Linked DNA regions of Gossypium arboreum: region 1 is linked to region 2. The links are chromatin contacts, called in public Hi-C maps. All regions are on one chromosome and are shown on one strand. Each heading gives the region's core, a stretch centred on a gene start, on an enhancer-like site or on the middle of the called end of the contact. The rest is flanking DNA. Distances are from core to core; before and after follow the strand shown.

The links. Hi-C and Micro-C count contacts between places; a contact is called where the count stands out from the background.
Region 1: a Hi-C map of leaf shows a contact between it and region 2, with 1.7 times the contacts expected there. The contact joins the promoter of LOC128291788 here to the enhancer-like site in region 2. A contact is called at or near these places in 2 of 5 Hi-C or Micro-C datasets (both in leaf).

The regions. Positions count from the first base shown.
Region 1 is chr4:5,177,782-5,184,143 of ASM2569848v2, forward strand. It overlaps LOC128291788 (AP2-like ethylene-responsive transcription factor At1g16060), which reads right to left and starts at 4,776. Exons shown (of 4, transcript XR_008281679.1): 1 at 4,369-4,776; 2 at 4,125-4,207; 3 at 3,957-4,047; 4 at 1,692-2,200.
Region 2 is chr4:5,127,491-5,134,356 of ASM2569848v2, forward strand. No RefSeq gene overlaps it. Among protein-coding and RNA genes, the nearest start is that of LOC128291711, 34 kb to the left of the region's middle. Within about 2 kb of position 4,186, at least 1 of the 2 cell types and tissues checked has an H3K27ac peak or open chromatin away from gene starts, as enhancers often do. A contact at or near this core is called in leaf, where this site is marked.

The DNA of each region.
Region 1 (6,362 bases), core at 3,526-6,025, 51 kb after region 2:
AGCTTTTGGAGAATAATACAGGATGTTGAATATTGTATGCTTACTCAAGGTTTATCATCATTAATTTCTTCCAGAGGCCAGTTCAAACACTTAGCGGTGGTCAAGAGCAAAGGGTTGCCATTGCCGGTGCTTTAGCTGAAGCATGTAAAGCTCTGCTTCTGGATGAGTTTACGACTTTTTTGGATGAAAGTGATCAGGTAAGTAATAGTAGACACAAGGTAAAGTGTGTACCAATATTTACTGAAGCAAGTTTTGCATAAGTGTACAACATGTTAAAATGCCCAAGAAAAACATATAGTAAGACAAGCTTAGTAACAGTTACAACTGTTGGCATGGGAATTGTTGAAATAGCATTATTGCCTTACCTATGAACGCACCATTAAGCACTGTATAGATTAAACAGCATATTTCTTTTACTTTTAAGTAACTTAGTTGTCTACTTTCATAATTCTACAAGGGAATAAAAGGGAAACAACAATGAACCCGTAGTCTTCATCTGGTCCGTACAGTTGTAGTTTAAGTTTTAAGAGTGGTGTGTATTATATGTGATCCTGGATAGTTCTTCAATTGGATGTATCTACATAACTGATTATATAAATGAGCAAACAGTTACTAATTCCTCGATAGTTCAAGCTTTTTGTCTGAATCAAAGCTCTTGGTATGATCTGATTAGATGGGTTTTATGTAAGACTTTGAGCTACGTTGTATGGTGCAAAAATGGATTGAACTTATTTGATTTATTTGACTTTAAATATGATTTGGGTGTTTTTGGTTTTAATTGTGTTGTACTCCTTAATTTTGTTTACTCTTTTTTTTTTTTAAATTATTGATTATTGTCTTAATAAAGAAGGTAATTAAGAAAAACCAATGCCACATAGCCAGTGGAGGGAAATGGATCAATTGGTTAGCTTCATCCACTACACCTGATGTGAATCTAATATTTTCAATCTATTCCAAACTTGGGTGCTTAGTGTTAAGAGATTAGTAAGATCTGAAAGAAGTGAAAACTTGATTCCAGCTTTGATATAAGATTTTATTATTTTTTAATTTATTTATTTATATTCTTTATGATTTTGATAGTTTAATTTATTTTAATACCATAGATAAAAGCTATAACAAATAAAGAGATTTAAAATTTTATGACGTACAGTAACAATTGAAATAGAATATAAAGTAACAATTGTCAATAAAATATAGAAATTTTTAATCTGAGGATAAATATTGAAATTAATTTATCAAATAATTTATTTATAAAGTAATATAAAATTTTATTTTTCTTCCTTGAACTTATTATTTAGAGTTACAGGTAGTCAAATTTCTTAAACATCTATTTTTAAAGGCTAATTCGTTATAACTTTTTGCCAACCGAAATCAGTTTAATTCTTTGAACCATAAATAGATATATAAAATCTGTTTAATCCAATTTGGGAAGAAGCTGGTTAAGTAATAAGCATGAGCATGGGTACCCATTTTACAGATTGGATGATTGGCACTCGGCAATGGTATCCCACATCTTAACAAGATATTTCACACTCAATGAACCCAAGTGTATGTGTATATATATAAAGCTTCTTTGTTTGAAATTTTAAAGTAATCATTTTAAATTGCATTTACTTTTTTTATTTAATTTTATTTATTTAATTACATAATCTCCGAACATTTATTTGTAAAAGATTGTAGGAAATAGAACATCACTTTTTTTTTATATTCCATTTCAATTATTAAATAATATTTTATAAAAAATTTATCATTAACACATTAAATTTTTAAATTAAAAGTTTGATGAAATATTATTAAATAATTGAGATGAGATAAGGGATATTGTTAGGGCCGCCTTTCTCTGTGTTGTATGACTATCGAAGATTTCAAAGGTCTCAAAGTGTTGAGAGTGGATGCTTGGTGCAGCTGTCGCTAACTGTAACACTCCCCGCACAGCATAGAGAGTGGATAATTCATAAAAACCCGTTCAACATAACCATAGCAAAGAGTAGCATGAATCTGTCTACTCTTGCTCGTACCTCTCTTCTTCATCTATCTCCTCTTCGCTCAACTTCTTCCACGAGGTTCAAAACGCCCCCATTCCACCAAATTCTTTTCAGCTACGCATTTTCTCCAACAGTTCATGCTTCTTCCCTTTTTTTGGACTTTTTCTTCTCGTGGGTGTTTCAGTTTGTGTTATTTGATTGCATGGATAATGCAACTGAAAGTGTAAATAAATGACTTATAAATGTAAATTGGAAGTTTAAGAAATTTGACTACATGTAAAACACTAATAAGTTGAAGAAAGAAAATTTAGTATTGGGACTAAAAAATTATATTATTTGATAAATTAATTTCAATATTAATATCATCATATCAAAGCCAACTAAACTATCAAAGTCATAAAAGAGAATAATTAAATAAATTAATTAAAAATTAATTTAATCTTTTATCAAAGCTGGAATCAAGTTTTTTTCTTTAGATTTTTTTTTTCATTTTAATTGTCCATTAAAAAAATTATGTCCAATTCGTTAAGATTGAGTATTTTTTTTTCCTTTTATAATCATTATTAAATCAGATGTTACTAATCTCCTAACACTAAGCACCCAAATTTTAAAGGAAAAAGAAGCTTCAAATAGATTCACACACGTCACTTGCTCCACTTCCCTCTACATCAACGTCTGATGCAACAGTAGCAGTGGCACGATTTCATTGTCTGATGTAAACAAACACGAGGTTGAGCAGAAAAATAACAGCGATGCGGGTAAGCTGGATAAAACCTTTATTATTACCTTGTCTTTCTTTTTTGTTCTGCTATTCATTCCAGCAATTCTTATCCCACAAATGAGCTTCAAATCTCCCACGCCACTTAGGGTTTTTTTTTCATTTTTAATTATTTAGGGTTAAGATTAGGATTAGGGTTAAGGTTTGTGTCAATATTAGGGTTTAGGGTTTATCAAATAAGGGTTTAGGATTTTTATTTTTAAGTGTCTAAGTTTAGGATTTCCATTATTTTTTAGGGTTTAGGGGTCTAAGAAAATGATTTGTACAGGATGAATTCTGAAAAATAGTTTTAAGAGGATGGGTTGAGAAGAAATAATTTTGACGATATAGATTGAGTTTTGTAGAGAAAAAACACTCTAAATAGAATGCACAATCAGCAAAAGTAGATGGCTTTAAGAAATTAATTGTCTTTATTTATAGTTGAAATTATCCAATTGATTGCATAATCTTTTTGTTTATGTTTTAAGAAATTAAAGTTAGAAATTAACTAAATGCTATCAAAATAATAGAAAACACAATTTTAAATATATAATATATAATAAAATTATATAAATAATTTAATATTTGTAAAAATAATTTTTTAATCCATTGGTAAATAATTTAACACTAAATTATATTATTAGTGATATGTATAATTACTTATTATGGATTTAAAATTAAAACAAATAATAAATAGAACACATGATAATCTCTTAATCAATTTATAAAATTAAAAATCATTATCAATTAATTCTTTTACATTTTTCCTATAAAAATTAAATGTTCATAATGTTTTCTTATATAATTATTGATTGAACAATTGGATTTTTCAAAATTATATTTTTAACTCTAGATTTTATTTTCTATTTCAAGGACCAACTTTGAGGATTATTTTATGTACCTTGAAGGAAATATCATAATGGTAACAACAAGAGTAAATCTAAAGTGTTTTTTAAGGTTTTTCTATTTTCTTTAGAAAAAATTTATCAATAAAAGGGTTATAAAATATTATATTTAGAAGAAAACTAATGAAAAGAAAAAAAAATTTTAAGATAAACCCATTAATTTTAGGAATTAACTTGAAAAATGATTTGTTAATCGAGAGAAGTTTTTTTTTTTTATAATAATGAGTAAATTATATGGTTGGCACTTAATAATGACCATTTGATACCCAAATTTCAAAGGGAAAAGAAGTTTCAAATAGATTCACACACCTGACTTGGTCTACTTCCCTCTACATCAACCTCGGCCTCCCCAGAGATAGTAGCGAGATGATTTGAAGCGACAGTGGCACGGTTTCATCGTCTGATGCAAACAAACACGAGGTTGAGCAGAAAAATGACAGCTATGCCGGTAAGTTGGATAAAACCATGTATTATTACCTTGTCTTCCTTTTTTGTTCTGCGATTCATTCCAGCAATTCTTATCCCACAAATGAGCTTCAAATCTCCCTGTCCATCGGTGCCTTATTAATGAAACCATCGAGAAATCAAAACAGAATGCCAAGAAAAAGCAAAATAAAATAGAATTGAGACTGTCCGTATATCTTGAATGGACAAAATCTCCAAGAAAGATCACCAATCCCTTATAACTATATATAAAATATATGTATGTATGTATAATTACCTAGTAACGCCTCGATACGTGGAGCTACATTGGGGAGGAGAGTGACGGGGAACAGTTTTACGAGTGCGCTTGAGTTTGGTTGTAGGTTGTGCAGCAGGTTTTTCATTATCCGAACCGTTCTTCTGGTTTTGATGTGAGATTTTCGCCTTCGCCATAAAAAAACTAAAAACAGAAAAAGCTGAGGTCAAGAGTAACAAACACACATCCTCACTCTGAAAACCTTAAGAATGGGAGGGGCAAAAGAATGAGAAACGATTTCAAAGGATCCAGGAAAAAGCAAAGGTTAAGGTCTTTGTTTGAGTGGGAAAAAAGAAATAGAAGGGAAGAGAGAGTGTTGATACAAGGATATGTCGGCCGTCTTGAAGCGGTTTTTTCTCTACTCTCTTATTGCTTCGGTTTGAAGTTATGGTCTCCGAGATAAATAATATCATCATTTTTATTTTTAATTTTATTTTTTTGACTGAGATAATAATTAAAGCAAAAAAAAAAAGGAAATTAGGGGAGAAACATTTGGTCTAGTCTTGACTCTTATGTTTTATTATTTGACTTTTCTGCACACTAACTTTTATGTTAAGTTTTTCATACAAGAAGAAAGAAAAAAGAGAAATATTCCAACAGTAGAATGGAAACATACTGCTTCATTAATAATCATATTTTTTAATTGACATTTCTATTTATGTAAAGCATTATCTTTATAAGTGAACTATAATGGAAAGGGACAGAAAACTTTTAGGGAGATTTGAAGCTCATTTGTAGGATAAGAATCGCTTGCAATTTGCATGCCTCACAACTTACAAAAGCAAAAACGCAGACCCATACTTTGAAAATAAATAAAAAGCAAGCCCAAAATTAATTACATGGCTCAGGCTTGGCAACAGCTACTATACAACACTGATGTTTCCTTTTCTTTAATAAATTCACTTGCCAAAATGCTTCTCCCAAACCAATCATATCTTGTCGTGGGCCCTGCTTGAAAATGAAAATTATTCAAGGGAAGTGGTCAAATACAAAAACACAATGAATTTTAACCCCAAAACATCAAAATCATAATTATTTCAACTTTACCCAAATTTCTTCCACGACTATATCATAATGTAATTGTAGAAACCCAATTTTTGCCCAAATTAATTAAACCCTAACCCACAATAATTAAAAAAAAGAGAGGAGAAAACAGAAACCCTAAGAGCCACTTCTGCTCCCTAGTCTCTGCCCATTGCTGCGCCACCTGCTACCACCGTCACTGTGGCCACCATCCACTTACACCTGCAAAAATAAAGATTGAAATGACAGCAATAATATAAAAAAAATCTCTTGTAAAATGGCTATATAAAAGCCTAGAAATCAAATTGTAAAAGGGGACTCTTTGGAATACAAAAAAAATTACAAACAAAAGCAGAAACAGAGAATCAAACAGATCAACCAAGGTGTTTTATTTTTTTCTTTCTTTTTTTTTTTTTTGAATCTACTCATATACGTGCATATATATCTTCCTCTTTTTATTTTTAAAAAATAATACATATATATACATAAATATAGCAAGAGAATAAAAAAAAACTTCCCTTAAACCCCCTAAGCAGTAGGGTAGCAGGCTGAATTTACAGATCTTAACCCCCTTAGCAGTAGGGAAACAGATCGAAGACGATGGGCCTTAAACCCCCTAAGCAGTAGGGTAACAGGCTAAATTTACAGATTTTAACCTCCTAAGCAGTAGGGAAATAGATCGAAGGCGACAGGCCTTAAACCCCTAAGCAGTAGGGTAACAGACTGAATTTACAGATCTTAACCCCCTAAACAATAGGGAAACAAATCGAATGCGATGGGCCTTAAACCCTAAGCAGTAGGGTAACAGGCTGAATTTACAGATCTTATCACCCTAAGCAATAGGGAAACAGATCGAAGCTATGAATCCATTCTCCCTGAAATGGCACTGGAGAGGCTCGAAGCCACCATTAGTATCTCCTTGAAGTTTCAGCGGAGTAGATCGAAGCTACAAA
Region 2 (6,866 bases), core at 2,936-5,435:
GTCCGTGCGCTAGGCCGTGTGAACAATTTGAAGCATTATGTTTTTAAATTTTAAGATACATGGGACAGAGGGCCAAACCACACGCCCGTGCGCATGGTCGTGTGTCACACACGACTAAGACACGTGCCCATATGTCTACTCGTGTGGACAAAATAAGGTCATTTCCTAGCTTTATTTTCTCACCCAATCTTGCCTTGAACCAACATTAACATTTAAAACACATTTACCAACCAATTCAAGACATTTTAACTAAGCTAAATACAAGTTTTATACAAAATATATTATCACATGTAATCATGCAATCAAACTTACCTATTTGTATAATCATTCTAGTTTACCAAAATTTAATTCAAGCACATCAAACACAAATATATTAAACTTAATAAAGCCTTATATAATTACATCAAAATATATTTAACACTAGCCATTCCAATGGCTAGTTACAACCAAAATATTTCATCATTTGGTCTATTTTAGCCTATACATGACAGCATATCAAAAGTTAGCTTGTTTTATATACCAAGAAGTCTGAGGGATAGTGTGATGTGATTCCGAGCAAGTTTCAACCTTCACGAGCCTCCGAGTACTATAAAACAGAGGAAAATAAAATAGAGTAAGCATTTAATGCTTAGTAAGTTTGCATAACGGGAATTTAACTTACCATGCATTTATATTTAATGTAAGCATACAAAACATGCATCCAAATCATTTTGGTCAATTGCCTAGTCACATACACTCATCAAACAAGTTAGTCATGTAATTAACGTGAATTTCAAGTAAACAAAAATGAGCTCATCATGCTACAAATTTTCCGGTATTTCAAGAGCATATTGAGATATTAGTCTCTCATATCTAGAGTTTTATGCGTTGAATCATTGGAATATCAAGGTGTACAAAATGATAATCCGTCAATTCATATGCAGGGGTAACCATTATGGCACATAATCAGGAAGCACTCTCTCAAGCCATATAATAGGATGCTCATGTGAGCCATGTAACATGAAGCTTATTCGGGCTAAAACATGAAACTCATAAGAGTTTAGAACAGGGAGCTTATTGAGCTTAACAAGTAACTCCGAATAGTTATTATCAAGGAGCTCTAGATAGCCATTTAACAGGAAGTTCAAGCAAGCCATGTTAGGATTGCTCACAAAGAGTCTATATCAGGACATTCATAAAAAGCCGTGTTTTTGTCCGCAATATATGCAGGATCACAACCGATCATATAACATGACACTCACAAAGAGCTGCGGTAGTCCACAACACATACAGAATACTACCGATCAAGATGGTCGCAGGAACCATGTAACGAGAAGCTCGAGAGGGCTAATAACAGGATGATTATAAGAGCTATGGTGTGTCCGCAACATATGCAGGACCACAACCAATTCGGGAAATCCTGTATCCATTGAATTCCATTATTCAAACGGGACTTATCATGCATCGGGCTTTATTGGGTAAATATTTATTTTCACAAATAACAAATTCATAATTCAAATATACCACATTTAAATCAAACATGTAAATATACAAGATTTAGTTACACGAATTTACCTCGCCACTTGTTCGTATACAAAATATTCACTAATCTGATAATTTCTCTTTTCCACAATCAAACTTCGTATTTGAGTTATTTGGATCTATATGAATGAATTTATCATAAATTTAATAAAATACACATTCAATTCCATCCAATTCACATTTTAGGAAAAATTACCATTTTACCCCTATACGTTTCATTAATTTCAATTTCGTCCCTAGGCTCGGAAAATGAAACTCATGCAATTTAATTCTTATTTCAAGCCTAACCAATTTGTACACATAACATTTACAGCTCATGTATTTCAAAAAAATCAGAAATTTTCCATGCATTTTTCATCTTTACAATTTAGTCCCTAAATAACAATTTCATGAAAATTTCCTTTACAAAAGTTGTTTATCTATCAACAACCTTTCATTTTCTACCATAAATTTCAAAATTTCACCATATTCATCCATGGAAAATTTTTAATACTTTGATATCTTTACAAATTGAACCCCAAAATAGAGATATAAGTTATTATGATATCAGAAATATAAAAATTACTAAAAACGAGACAAGATTACTTACCCAATCAGACTTGCTTGATTTTATTTCTCTTTTCAAGGGTTTCCATAGAAAAATTTTGGGGATGAAGATGAAATAAGATGATATTAGATTTTTATCATCTTTACTTATTTTAAATTCCAATTTAGTCCTTTTCTTTTCTCAAAATTCCATGGATGAGTCATCATAAATATCTATTTAATGGCATAATTACCATATAAGGACCTCAAATTTTGAATTTCATAGCTAATTAATCCTTCTAGCTACTAGAATTCAACTTTTGCATTTTATGCAATTTGGTCCTTTCTATAATTAGACATGAAATCGCTAAAATTTTCTTATCAAAATTTTCATACGTCTTTCCTATCCTAATGCCGACCGTGCAATAATATTAAAATAAATTTTCTTTCTGACTCAGATTTGTGATTCCGAAACCACTGTTCTGATTTAATTAAAAACGGGCTGTTACACGTGCCTTGCTCATGTGGTTCCGAAGCATAAACAGTGAGTTACATAACCTAGACACACGCCCATGTCCCTACCTGTGTGACTCACAAGGCCTGGGTACATGCCCGTGTCCCTGGCCGTATGGTTTTTGTACCACAAATAGTGAGTTACATGGTCTAGACACACGCCCGTATCCCTGGCCGTGTGGTCTTTGTACCACAAACAGTGAGTTACACGGCCTAGACACACGCCCATGTGAACCCTTTACCAATATGGCCACACACAACCTAGACATATGCCCGTGTGTCTTGCCCATATGGCCCCAAGTTGATGAACATTGAGTTACACGGTCACCCACACGGCCTGCCACTCGGTCTTGTGTCTCACACGGCCTAGACACACGCCCGTGTGTCCGACCATGTGGCATTGACAGCAACCATTTCTGGCGACAAAACTTGCAAAATTAATGTTTTCGGTAGCACCTAATTTCTCTTTGATGGAGAAACAACGCGTAGACTAACCAGAACTAATCATTCAATAATCAATTACACCAATGATTTCAATACTTTAGCAAAACCAAGCTACCGCCAAGACTATGTCGAAAGTTTCAACGCAATCCCAACTTAATTCGCATACTCACCTAGCACGAAATTGAGGAATTCAGACTAACATGGCGAAATAACATCTCTGCACTATCCTCGCCTAAAAAGGTAATCAATCGAATGATTAAACAGAACGTTCAAGCAACTGAGCAAAATCCTGTTTCGACAGAACATTGTTAACACAACAGAACTAGCAAAAATGAGAGAAAAATAACGACGAAACGTACTCAATAATCACATAGTCAACTTTACAAGCAACGAAGAACTCCCAATTAACGCAGAATTAAATATCGTAAAAGGAAAAATAAAAGAATAGAAGGGGAACAAGAAAAGAACATAAACTTTAGAAAAAACAAAGAAGAAGGTACGATAGAAATTCTTTAGACTATTTTAATTTAACCATCATCCCACATTCCAGCATTTGCAAAAAAAATAATATTTCCTAACGCATATAATGGGATTTGAACTTAGGACCAGACAAAATACAGACAAATACTTAACCAATGAACCAACAGACTCATTCTTAACACTAATCTATCTAGAATTGGATTTAACTATGAAACACATGAATAAAGGTTGTTTTAAAAACTTTTAACAATGCAACTCAAACTTCAGACCTTAAACATAAAAGCAGAGCACAGAACCAGAGATACAAAAATCTAATTACTATAGATTTTCATAATTAAATTCTTAAAAATTTTGAGTCGTTACAAATATATTTTAAATTAACATTCATAAAATTAATTAAATATTATATGATAATATAAATTGCTAAATAAATTATATTAAAAATATGTAGGTCAAACTATATATTAATTTTAAAACTATAATATGTCTTATCAAAATATTTGGTGCTTCCTTCTACAAATAGTTTATTATTTTCTAAACGATAAGAAGTTGGATCAATTTATTCCAGTATTAGCCGACACTTGCTCTACCGATTCCTTTTTTTTTTTGTTGTTGAAAATAAATAGTCAAAGCCTGTGGACCCCACGTAGGAGACAAAAAATTTATTCGGGGAAAGGTCATTATGATTATGTGCAGAAGTCTCTTTGAAGACAGACAAATCTAACGTCGGTCGGAACGTGCTAACGTCTGTCGGAACTTTCTTGGCAGCAACATGTAGATATCACGAATGGCATTTACGGTTAGCGGTTTAAAATTTGTGACTAAAACAAATGTATAAAAATCATTTTATTATTAAATGATATTTTATAAAAAATTTATCATTAACACAAGAAATATTATTAAATAATGGAGATGAGATAAGAGATGTTAGGGCCGCCTTTCTCCGTGTTGTATGACTATCGAAGATTTCAAGGTCTCAAAGTGTTGAGAGTGGATGCTTGGTGCAGCTGCCGCCAACTATAAATATTATCAGTCAATTTTAACTCTGTGGAGTGGGCCCTGCTTTATTATTGTTATGATTGTTTGGTATGATAAATATTCCAAATAATATGATTTTTATTATTGAATAATATCTTCAAATATTCCAAATTCGTATGAGGCCCTGCTTTATTATAGTTATGATTGTTAATAAAGACACCTTCGGTGTGAGGAATATTCCAAATATTCCAGCACCATCAATTTTTGCTCTAAGGAATTGAAGGTTGAAAATTGAAAACGCTACGCATGCTGTGTTAATTAATGAAATGGAAATTCTTAGATAGGTAGCGTGCATCTTCTTTTTCTTGTTAAATTAAATGCTATCTTCTTTTTCGTGATAATTTTAATAAAATGTTTGATTTATTAAAACAATAATTTTTAGTCTACGAAGTTTAGAATATAGATTTGAGAGTCGGTTACGTATGAGGAAGAGTTAGTACCCTCGTAACGCCCAAAATTAGTACCTAGTTGATTAATTGGTGTCTTAGTGTCGAAAGTAGAAAACTTGGAAAGAGTTTTAAAATACGATTGCTCTTTTTGTTAATGTTAATTTTTAAAAAAAATGCTTAGATAAATCGAAATAAATGTTAAAGACCTTCTTATCTCGAAGTAATGACACATTCAGTAATTTAGGACACGACATTTTACCTTCGAGAATAAGCTTTTTTTTTTAATTTTCAAAACTCATGTATTTTAATTTTAAAAGGATATTCGGTTATTTTAGGTCAAACGAGGAAAACTGAAACCCAATAAGTTAGGACACGATCTCTCGGATCTCCTAATACGAAATATTGCCTTTATATTTTTTAGAAATTCTTACCTCAAGGTAACAAGATGTCATATCCAATAAGTTAAGACACAACACCTCGAATTCTCAAGAATAAGCTTTTATATTTAAAACTCATGTATTTGATTCTAAAATGATATTCCATTATTTAGGTTAAACGAGGAAAAATCGAAACCCAGTATGTTAGGGCACGACTTCTCGAATTTTCAAATGCAGAACATTGCCTAAAAGAAAATTTCCTTTATAACGAATTTGGGTAAAAATGAGTGAAATATTTAAAAATGATGTGTGGACAAAATATTAAGCTAGTGAATAACAACAATATAAATGTACTAATAAGCAACTCATAATACATTATGATAGTAATAATCACATAATACATGTTATTTTAATATCAATATTAACAATCAAAGAAAATAGAATAAACAATAAAATAAAAATAAATGATAACAATGATGACAACAATAATACTAATGATAAAATATGCAAATGAAATGACAATGCCATTTTTAATTATAATAAAGGAAGCAAATAAAATAAAGACACAAATAAGTGTAAGGAAAATAGTTTATAAAAAATTAAAAGTAAAGAATCAAATTAAAAGGTAAATGAAATTAAAGGTACAATTTATAATAAAACATATGTAAATAATAATAATAATAATAATAATAATAATAGGAACAATATGTGTATGAGTAAGAACACAAATAATTTGATTTTAGTATGAAAAGGGTAATAAACGAATAAATGAATAAATGATAATAAAAATGATAGACAACAAAATAGTAATAGTAATGAAGGCATAGATAAAATAAATGATCAATGAAATCAAGATAAGAGCTAAGAAATGAAGGAATAATACCTAAGTGCACATGAGGATTAAAATAAAAAATGAACGACTGATATATAAAATAGATAAACAAATGAATAAAATTACAAGACTAATAAATAAATAAACAAGCAGCTAAATAAATGAATAAATAAAAAAGGTTAAAACAAAGGGGTTAATTTGAAGCTTAAAATAAAATTAAAAGGAATAAATTGCAAATAATAATAAAAAAAGGCTGACAAGGACCAAGATGTAATGCGCTGAAACTAGCAAGGACTAAAAGAAAAAATATCCCTGATCCTTATGCGTTGCGTTTTAACTAGCAATGCTATAGATTAAATTAAAAATGAAATAAAATTAAAGGGGTAGATTTTTAAAAAAAGGAACTAGGGCCAAACTAAAAGGCACCTGAAGGAGCGATGACTAAATGGGAAATTATCCCTATCCTCCAAAATGCGCAGCTTTAGTAAGGACTAAAATGAAATGAAAGAAAAATTGTCAAGCCAAATTAAAAAGAAAGAAAACAAAAAGGATACAATTGAAACAGGTAGAAAAAGCGGAAAGGTCAATACACGCAGACTCTCCATCCAGAGCGGGTCGGGTCTCGGGCTCATGGCTTAAACGGCACCGTTTTGGGCTATTGGAATCAGCACCAAACGGCGTCGTTTCATGGGTGTTATAAAAGTAAGTTTTTCTAAAAAATCACTTTGGTAGGTGTTTTAAAAAAAA